Regions from separate parts of the Sus scrofa genome. Here region 2 is linked to region 1. The links are chromatin contacts, called in public HiChIP or PLAC-seq maps. All regions are on one chromosome and are shown on one strand. Each heading gives the region's core, a stretch centred on a gene start, on an enhancer-like site or on the middle of the called end of the contact. The rest is flanking DNA. Distances are from core to core; before and after follow the strand shown. Region 1 holds the start of SLC10A7 (solute carrier family 10 member 7). Region 2 overlaps SLC10A7 (solute carrier family 10 member 7).

Region 1 (4,993 bases), core at 1,603-4,102:
TGGAGGTTCCCAGGTGAGGGGTCTAATCAGAGCTAGAGCTAGAGCTGCTGTCCTACACCACAGCTCACGGTAACACTGGATCCTTAACCCACTGAGCGAGGCCAGGGATTGAACCTTCAACCTCATGGTTCCTAGTTGGATTCGTTAACCACTGATCCACAAGGGAACTCCCAGACTAGTATCTTAATAAGAAGAGGGAGAGACACCAGGGATGTGTGCGAGCAGAGAGAAAAGATCACGCAAGCCAAGGAGAGGCAAAACAATTCTTTATTTTAAAATTTTTAGGCTTTTTAGGGCGTTACCCACAGCATATGAAGCTCCCAGGCTAGGGGTCAAATGGGAGCTACAGCTGCCAGCCTGCACCACGACCACAGCATCACCGGATCCAAGCCACATCTGCAAACCACGCAGCAGTTTGCAGCAACACCAGATCCTTAACCCACTGAGTGAGGCTGGGATTGAACCTGCATCCTCATGGATACTAGTCAGGTTCTTAACCTGCTGAGCCACAATGGGAACTCCTTCCACCTGAATTTCTAACAGGCCTCTGAAAGCTGTCTCAAAATAAGTCTTGATTTTCCTCACTAAATCTGCTCTTCCCTATCTTTTTCATCTTTGTAAACTGATACCAATATTCACCCCAATAGTGGATTTATCTCCACCTTAGGAGTCATCCTGATTTCTCTTTCCCTAACTCATCTATACCCACTTCTGCAGCAAGTGCTGTCTGCCTCTGGAACCCAAATGGAAATGATTGCCTTTTTTTCTTCCCCTTTACTATTGACCTTCCAGGGCAGGCCAACAGGATATTTTCTTTCAAACACTCCAAAAGCCTCTTCCATTTTTTTTTAAAATTTCTGTTCTACTCAACAGCCAGAGTGACTTTCTAAGAACAATGTTTTCTCCTTGCTCAAAAATGTCCTAGAGGGAATTCCTGTCAGGGCTCAGTGGTAATGAACCTACCAGGATTCATGAGGATGCTGGTTCCACTCCTGGTCTTGCTCAGTGGGTTAAGGACCCAGAGTTGCCATGAGCTGTGGTGCAGATTGCAGACATGGCTTGGATCCTGAGTTGCTGTGCTTGCGATGTAGGCCCTCTGCTGCAGCTCTGATTCCACCCCTAGCCTGGGAACTTCCATATGCTGCAAGTGCAGCCCTAAAAACCAAAAAAAAAAAAAAAAAAAAAAAAAAAAAAAAAAAGAGAGAGAGAGAGCGAGAGCGAGAGCGAGACAGGGAAGAATTTATTTTCTCCTTGGAGCCTCCAGAAAAAGTAGGGCCATGCCAAAACCCTAATTTTCGACTTCTGGCTTCCAGAGCTATGAGACTAAATTTTCATTACTTTATTTTATTCTTTCCTTTTCCAGCCGCACCCTAGTATATGTAAGTTTCTGGGCTAGGGATCAGATTCCAGCTGCAATTTCAGTCTATACCACTGCTGGTATTGCCAGATCCCAACCCACTGCTCCACAGCGGGCACTCCTAAATTTAAATTATTTTAAAGCCTCTAGTTTTAGGTATTTGTTACAGTAGCCACGGGAAATAAATGCAGAATTCACAGCGCACTGCATTCTTTTAAGTAACCAACAAAAAACTTCCAATGAGTTTGATTCTGCTCTAAGCAGATCAAAGAGTTCTGGTTAAGTAACACAGCAATTCCCTGATTTATTTGGGTGCATAATGGACGGAGCTGAGTTCCTGCAGGGCCTATGGGTAGGAAGTCCATTCATGAAACTTATCAATATCGCTGGTTGCCAGAAAACGCTTCCAGGGAGAAGTGGGGACGGACAGAATCAGCACGTGGGACAACGGAAGGCATGTGCCTCCCTCCACTCAGGGCCTCACAACTTATGCCTTGTGGATCCTGACCCACTTCGCACAGTGGCCCTGCTGTCCGGGTGGGTAAGTTCTAGGGACCCAGCGAGAGCGTGCAGCCTCCATCCAGGCGAGCTCAGACCGCCACGCCGCCCATTGCCAGCTTCGCAGGGTGGCAGAGAGCGAGCTCGAGCACTCACCCGCCATCCCCAAAGAAGGAGCTGGTCCCCGCTTCCAGATAGGGGGATGAACCCCTGCAGTCCTCCCCACTCCTAAGCCGGTGTCGGCGAAGAAGGTCGGGGGCCCAGTACACACCCGCGAGCGGTGGACCTGGCGGTTCCCGCCCTCCCTCCCGGGCGGCAGAGATCTTGCGGTTGTGGGCGTCGGCTCAGTGCCTAATTCTTAACACATTTCCGGGGCTAAAGCTCCCCGCCACAAGGGAGCCGCTTTCCCGCGCGGGTTTAGAGAGCGCAACTACCTCCAGCTACTCCGGCCGGGAACTGGGAGAGTGAGAACCGCCTCCCCTTCCCTGGTGTACACGTCAACGCCGGCGTCGGGGGAGCGTCGTAGTTCTTCGAAGAAGCTCGCCTAAGAAAAAAACCCTCCGCATTCCCCCTCCGCGGCAGCCGACGGAGAAACCGCAGCCTTAAGCGCACGCGACCCTTTCCCTCAGGCTCATGGCAAAGAAAATGAGTCTCTCTGTGGATGTGTTCCAGAGGTGCTGGCGGCTGTGCTAAAGATTTGTTGTAGCGGGACTCTTAATAGAGCTAGGTGGCTGTGGCTTCTCATGCCGCTCCCCGCCCCCGTCATCTCTACGGTTCTGCAGGCCTTATTGGTGGTGAGTCTGTCAGCCCTACCCGGCGGCCAGCTTCTCGTCTCCAACTACCTGCGTGGCCGGCCCGGCTCAAGTGTCTGCTTCAGAGCTTTTGCACTTGGAAGCCGCGGCCAAGAGCGGCTGGGGGGGGGGGGGGTTTGTGCGCCTCTATTAGGAGGCTTACGGTAGTGATGGCGGCGCTCAGTGAGACTTTCCTGTCACTGGATACTACTACTCCCAGCCCTCCTCTGAGCCGCCGGAGCAACCCACTGGTCTTTAATTTACAAGTATCAATTTGACTTGCTCTACTGCATGTCAGGTGGGACCGTGGAAAGTGTGGAGACGCCCCGGAGATTAAGCAATCGCAGCTTAAAAAGAAAAAAAGCCAAACAAATAAACAAAACCCACCCACCCTAACAAACATGAGGCTGCTGGAGAGAATAAGGAAAGAATGGTTCATGATTGGAATAGTATTGGCCATCGCCGGAGCAAAGCTGGAGCCGTCCATAGGGGTGAATGGGGGTAAGTGCTGAACCTTTTCGTGCTCCACCGCGATTCCCATCTCGGAACTAATATGTGAGTCTTGGGAAGAAGGGGAGACCGGAATGGGGGAGTGTCTGCCTCTCTCTTAGGGGCACCGACCAACCAGGGTGTCCTTTGGTCCTTTTGCTGATTTTTCCATTTGCCAACCCCAGAGAGGATTTTATAACTAGGATGGGCCATGGGGATTTGAACGCAGGTTGCCTTTTCCGCGAACAATCAGTGAGTATCCTTCGTGTCAAGGAGTGAGAATGAAACTTACCCTCTTGCCTTCAAAGTAGCATCCTATCCCAGGGGACGCTAGGTTGCCAGGGATTCCTTATCTATCTTGGGGTGGACACCATTACCACGTCCGTTTCCCTCCCCCCATCCCCCACTTTAAAAAAAGAGTGGAGGAAGAAAAAAAGGGGCACCTCTTCTTCCTCCAACCCAGATTTGGTGGCCCACATGTTGGAGAGTGATGATTTGCTGCAGTTGCTGCCGCTCCACAAACTCCCAAGCCTAGTGACACGTTGCACTCACTGCTTCCGTGCGCTGCCGGGACTCAGTGGCTACACTTAGCAGTCTCACAGATTTAGGCTGTGTTAGACCAGTGGCGTGTGTATTTTGGCAAGGAAATGTAGGCAGGCTAAAATCATACTCAGATCTCTGAAGAGTGGGAGCTTTGTAATGCGTGGATGGGCATTGGTGCAAATGACTTGGAAATAACCTTAGCCTTTCAGGCCAGTCCCACCCCCTATCCCTTAGACGATCAAGTCCCACTTTTCATAAACATTAATTGAATCCCTTCAGTTCATTGCCTTTTGGACCTTGTTTGGTGGTTTTCACACTTATTGACAGGTTTTGTACTTTAGTCAAATATCACGGACCAACAGGGACGGAAGCGAACACATACATTTTTTTAATGCACTTGCTCAGGAGGATATTTGAAGTTACTTCTACCTTTTTGTTCAAACAAGATGGAAGTGAATGAAATGATCTCTCAGGAGAACAGTGGTTCCTTCTACCCTCTATACCTCCATTTAGACAGAGATCCAGGGAATATTTAAAAGGAATATTTTGGGAGTTCCTGTCGTGGCGCAGTGGTTAACGAATCTGACTAGGAACCATGAGGTTGCGGGTTTGATCCCTGGCCTTGCTCAGTGGGTTGAGGATCTGGCGTGAGCTGTGAGTGTAGGCCTCAGACGTGGCTCGGATCCCGCGTTGCTGTGGCTCTGGCGAAGGCCGGCAGCTACAGCTCCGATTGGACCCCTAGCCTGGGAACCTCCATATGCTGCAGGAGCGGCCCTAAAAAAGGCAAAAAGACAAGATAATAATAATAATAAATAAATAAATAAATAAATAAATAAAAGGAATATTTTGAACAAAGATTGTGGGGACTCAAACTTTTTTTGTTCATTTTATGCTCTTTTCTTTTATAATCAACTTAGTCCAAAATGTATAGGGTTTGTAACCTTGAGAGTAAATCGATCTGTGATGGTTACTTACCTCTCTGAAGTTACCAGTTTCTTCTTTGACGTGGCTTCTCTGGGAGTCTTTGGAAAACTTGTGAATGTTGCTATTCAGTTTGTGTCAAATGAGTTCCCCTGTTCCTGTGGCTAACCAGGTAGTAAGAATTAATGTAAGAGAGACTTTTTGTGGTGATCTGGAACGCACATTTCACTAGCTCCCGTTGCAAACTTTATAGATTCTCGAGTTAGAGCTCTTATTTGCTCAGGCTGAATTAGGCAGTAATTAGGCTGAAATTACAGGTGATGTGTGAGCTTCAAGTTTAGATCTGCAGAGACTAGGTTTGGTAAAATACCTTTTACCTTAACAGTCCCTGGCT
Region 2 (4,928 bases), core at 1,511-4,010, 150 kb after region 1:
CACTTATTGTCAACAGCTTTGGAGATTTTGGCAGTTCTGGATAAGTAAAGCCCCATGTAATAGCACCAATGACAGAACATTTGTACCGTTAACCCTTCAAACTCGTATTTAGCTGTCAATACATGGGCACTTTCTGGAACCAGATCCTCTTACGCTGTGCACTGCCTGCAGCTCGCCAGAAGCTCAGCTTTGACTAAAAAAAGTTGATTTCTCTTCTCTTACCCTTGTTCTTACTTAGCGTTAAAACCTGCTTAAAGTCCACCCTTTATTCTGAAAAGTGTAAGAGGCACGTGTCATTTCTTAGACCACGGAGATGTGCAGGTGAGGGCTCCCAAGAAATGCTGGACATCTTAGTGAATAACTGATTAGAGCAGAGTTGGTAAGCGTTAATTGTGAGCTGCTAATGACTGCTGAAACAAAAGCTTTCCTGGGGTTTTCAAAATTTTCAATATACTGAGCATTAGGTCAGTATATTGAGGTGGAATTTGAGGAGTCTTTTTTTTTTTTTTTTTGGGACAGTGATAGGTTTTCTACTCGGCTTTTGTCACTTGTCACTTTTGTTCCCTGCTTGCAGGCTTATCTGTTAATGACTCTGTGTGGTGTTGATTGTTTTGTTTTGTTTTTACTGTTTGTCTGCCTGAAGCCAACTTTGGGGATATTTATTTACTAGGCATATTTGGTCATACAGCCGGAAGAACCAGAGAATAGAAAGAGACAAACACAAATGTTGGATAAAGCAATGCTTTCTTAAGCCAAGTACCACCAACATAATGCAATGAAACAGAAACTTTGATTCATGCAGGTTCTGTCGATTCTTTTCAAGTACAATTGTGGAAAAGAGCTCCTAAATTTCATCCTGTGGGTAACATTACACATCATTTAAAAATAGAAGTGGCGTTCAGTGTCTCCATTGAAAAAGAATTCGTAAACAATTGGCGTTTTGTGGACCTGCACTGTCCAATACACTAGTAACTAACCGCATGTGGCTAATTAAATTTAAATTTAAATTAATTAGAAAATTAAATAAAATTTACAATTTAGGCCCTTGGTTGCACTAGCCACATTGCAAGTGTTTAAACAGCTACATGTGGCAAGTGGCTCTTATGTTGAACGGTGTACACTGACCTTTCCATCACTGTAGAAAGTTCTCTTAGACAGCACTGCGCTGGACGGTACTAAGGAAAGCCAAAGAACTTGTTGTTTGTTTGTTCTGTCCTGTTTTGTTGTTTTTGGTTTTGGTTTTTAGCTTTTTTTTTTTTTTTTTTTTTTTTGTCTTTTTGTCTTTTTGCTATTTCTTGGGCCGCTCCCGCAGCATATGGAGGTTCCCAGGCTAGGGGTCGAATCGGAGCTGTAGCCACCGGCCTACGCCAGAGCCACAGCAACGCGGGATCCGAGCCGCGTCTGCAACCTACACCACAGCTCACGGTGACGCCGGATCGTTAACCCACTGAGCAAGGGCAGGGATCGAACCCGCAACCTCATGGTTCCTAGTCGGATTCATTAACCACTGCGCCACGACGGGAACTCCTAGTTATAATTTTAAAATATTCTTTTATGGAGGCAGAGACCACAAATGTTAGGAGAATTAATGTGAGAATATTGGTATTCATCTTGGTATCTTACTATTATGATATTAAACAGCTTGCAGACCTATAAATAATTATTCCAGTAACTCAAGAACTGAAGAGATACCTTGTAGATGAGCTAACCTATGTTTTCAGTATGCGTAGCCAAAAAAAAAAAAATTGCTCAGAGAGGAAATAATTCTGAATATGGAGTCAAAGAATAAAGTATCTATGACCCTAATAAATTTATGACCCAAGAACATTTTCAGCACAAGAAACTCAGAAGAATTGTTGTCCGTGTGATAAAAGAAAAGGCAAGACCAAGAAACTCTGGAAGGAAATACTTAAGAAAGTAAATCCTTTCAAATGAGAGGAGAATAAATATTTTCTTAAGTTGTGTAAAACTCTTTTATTCCAAAAGTGGTAAAATGTCCATTACAAAGAATTTATAAGATATAGATACCAAGATAAAATTCACTTAGAATTCCATTATACAGCAATCATCGCTTTTAACACTTTATATTTTCCAGTCTGTCAAAATTATAATAATGTTGATGACAGAAAGGACATTGACAGCTGAATATGGCTCAGTGAGGCCTGTGTACTCTCCACATGTGTTATCATTCAATACTTACTGCAGCCCCACAAAAGAGGAATCACAGGTCTTGTCCACACCCAGAAATGGAAAAGCTCCGAAAACCAAGGGCAAAAGAGAAAGAGTTTGGGGCAGGGAAATATCTGACCCGAAATGACATGAGGCTGTTTTGTTGTTGTTGTTGTTGTTGTTGTTTTGTCTTTATTTATCTCATTAAATATGAATACTAATATATTTTGCTGCAGAGATATATAATGTATTTGTTTAGAGAATACTTCCCCAGAGCTTGCTGGAGTGGCTTCTTAAGTATATATACTCCACACAGCCCTTCATAAATGTGAAAAGTTTTGAAACCCATCTGGCCCCAAGATTTTTGGATAAAGGATATAAAACTGAATTCTCTGAGTTTTATTGAAGAGGACATAGGGACATTAGATAGCTTGTTCAATGAGATGTTCTCTGCCTAGACTGGTGATGGTCATACGAATCTACACATGATAGAGTTGTGTACAGTTATACACACACACAAATACATGTAAAACTGGTGAAATCTGTATAAGACACATGGCCTGTAATCACCGCCAGTGAGCTGGCTGTGATAATGTACTAAAGTTGTGCAAGAGGTTACCATTGGGGAAAAGTGGGTGAAGAGTACATGATCTCACTATACTGTTTATTATAACTGCATGTGAACCTACCGTGATCTCAAACTATAAAAAAACAAAAAGCCTTGTGTAAGTCCTCATGGCCAGCAGGAGACAGAGCCAAGACTTAAACAGACTATCTGACTCCAGAATTTGAATGCCTAAAACATTGCTTCATTTGAATAAAATTACTATACCTTAAGAAACAGTACTACCCACCTTATGGAGCCTGAGCAGAACTTTTGGATATTGATAATTTGGTCACCATCTCTTTCTTTACCGCTAAGTGTAGTAATTTTGAAGCATCATTCATCAATAATTCTAAAAAATGTTGGTATATTAAGACTCTCAGGTTGAATTTAATGATTTAATCTAATCATTTAATTTAAAACTTCTGTTACCTTTGCTTTAAGTAAAGATAAACTTTAAACCTGAATGTTGAACTCAGTTGTAAAGTCAGCTACCATTGGAGTTCCCATCGTGGCACAGCGGAAACGAATCCAACTAGGACTCATGAGGTTGTGGGTTCAATCCCTGGCCTCGCTCAGCGGCTTAAGGACCCGGCGTTGCTGTGAGCTGTGCTGTAGGTCGCAGATATAGCTCCAATCTGGTGTTCCTCTGCCTGTGGCATAGGCAGGCAGCTACAGCTCCGATTAGACCCCTAGCATGGGAACCTTTATAAGCCGTGCGGGCGCAGCCCTAAAAAGATAAAAGACAAAAATAATAATAATAATAATAAATAAAGTCAGCTACCATGAGGTACTAAAATAATTTGGATGCATGCCCCAAAAGCCCTTGACAACAGAGAGCTGAATTACTGGGTAGGGTCAGCAGAAGGACAGGAGAAACTGTCAGGGTCCAAGATGGTGTCGGTTGTGTTAACAACCATACCTAGGTACCATTATTACGTCCATTTTACAGATGAAGATACTGAGGTGCATAAGGGTTTAAGCTTTTTCTAAGGTCATACACTAGATGGAGCTAGAATTCAGATTAGTCTGTATTTTCAAAGGAGGGGAGTCTAGAGTGTGTCTTGAGTGGTGGGTGGGGAAAATCACCAAAGAGAGGCATCACAAGCAGTCTGCTTGACCGTCCTGTAATAAATCCCATCGTGTGGAAAGCACTGTGGAAACGAGTAAGATACAGACACTTTACTCAAGGAACTTACAGCAAGTGTACAGCCTCCCCAATGATCTATTTGGGAGCTATTTGAGAAGAGAATGTAATTTCTATTTGATGGTTTATTTTGCCATTTTGTGATCCATTGTATTTCTCACTGAACAATTCACCAATCACAAAATATTTTGCTGACATTTTTTTTCTTTTAACATTTGTTGAATGCCTACTAAAAGTTAGGCAGTGTGTGGGGGCCACAGGACCAGTAATAAGTAAGACAGACCAACCCCTGCTCACAGACTTTGCATCTAGTGGAGAAGACAGTTAAACAGATATCAAAATAAACTGTGAAAAATGCTATGAGAGAAGATAGGGAGCTATGAGAGTATGTAAATAGAGGCTTTACCCCTCAGGGACCTCAGGAGTGCTGTAGCTTGAAAGATGGGGCATCAGGGAAGTGGGGAGCAGAGAGTAGAGAAACATGTGTTCCAGGCAGAGGCCCAGCACTGGCTCATTTGAGGAGGTTAAGGGCAAGTGGGGTGAGCAGCCTGGTCAGATTTGCAGACTCCTTTCTTATCTAAGTCATCATGAGGAAGCTATTCTTCCTCTTTAAGCTTCAATGACTCCATTTAAAAGGAAAGAGGAGGCGCTCCCGTTGTGGCTCAGCAGTAATGAACCTGACTAGCACCCACAAATCCTCAGATTTGATCCCTGGCCTCACTCAGTGGGTTAAGGATCTGGCACTGCCGAGAGCTGTGGTGTAGGTCACAGATACAGCTCGGATCTGGCGTAGCTGTGGCTGTGGTGTAGGCCAGCAGCTGCAGCTCCAATTCGACCCCTAGCCTGGAACTTCCTTATGCCACAGGTGTGGCCCTAAAAAGACAAAATAAAACAAAACAAAAACCCCAAAGAAATAAAACATTAAAAATAAATAAATACGTAAATACATAAATAAATGGAAAGAGGAATGCAGTACCTCCCTCCGGGGGTTGTTATAAACATCAAATG

What was found. HiChIP or PLAC-seq counts read pairs in DNA pulled down with a chosen protein or histone mark.
Region 2: a contact with region 1 is called in an H3K27ac HiChIP or PLAC-seq map of alveolar macrophages. The contact joins the enhancer-like site here to the promoter of SLC10A7 in region 1. A contact is called at or near these places in 5 of 47 Hi-C or Micro-C datasets (embryonic fibroblasts, liver, mesenchymal stem cells and 1 more) and 2 of 2 datasets of contacts at active chromatin or transcription factors (alveolar macrophages and skeletal muscle).

What each region holds. Positions count from the first base shown.
Region 1 is chr8:82,112,257-82,117,249 of Sscrofa11.1, forward strand. SLC10A7 (solute carrier family 10 member 7) reads left to right here and starts at 2,853. Exons shown (of 12, transcript NM_001137640.1): 1 at 2,853-3,147. The coding sequence starts at 3,048.
Region 2 is chr8:82,258,356-82,263,283 of Sscrofa11.1, forward strand. The region is part of intron 5 of SLC10A7 (solute carrier family 10 member 7); the gene reads left to right. Among named protein-coding and RNA genes, the nearest start is that of SLC10A7, 150 kb to the left of the region's middle. Within about 2 kb of position 2,761, at least 2 of the 83 cell types and tissues checked have an H3K27ac peak or open chromatin away from gene starts, as enhancers often do. A contact at or near this core is called in alveolar macrophages, where this site is marked.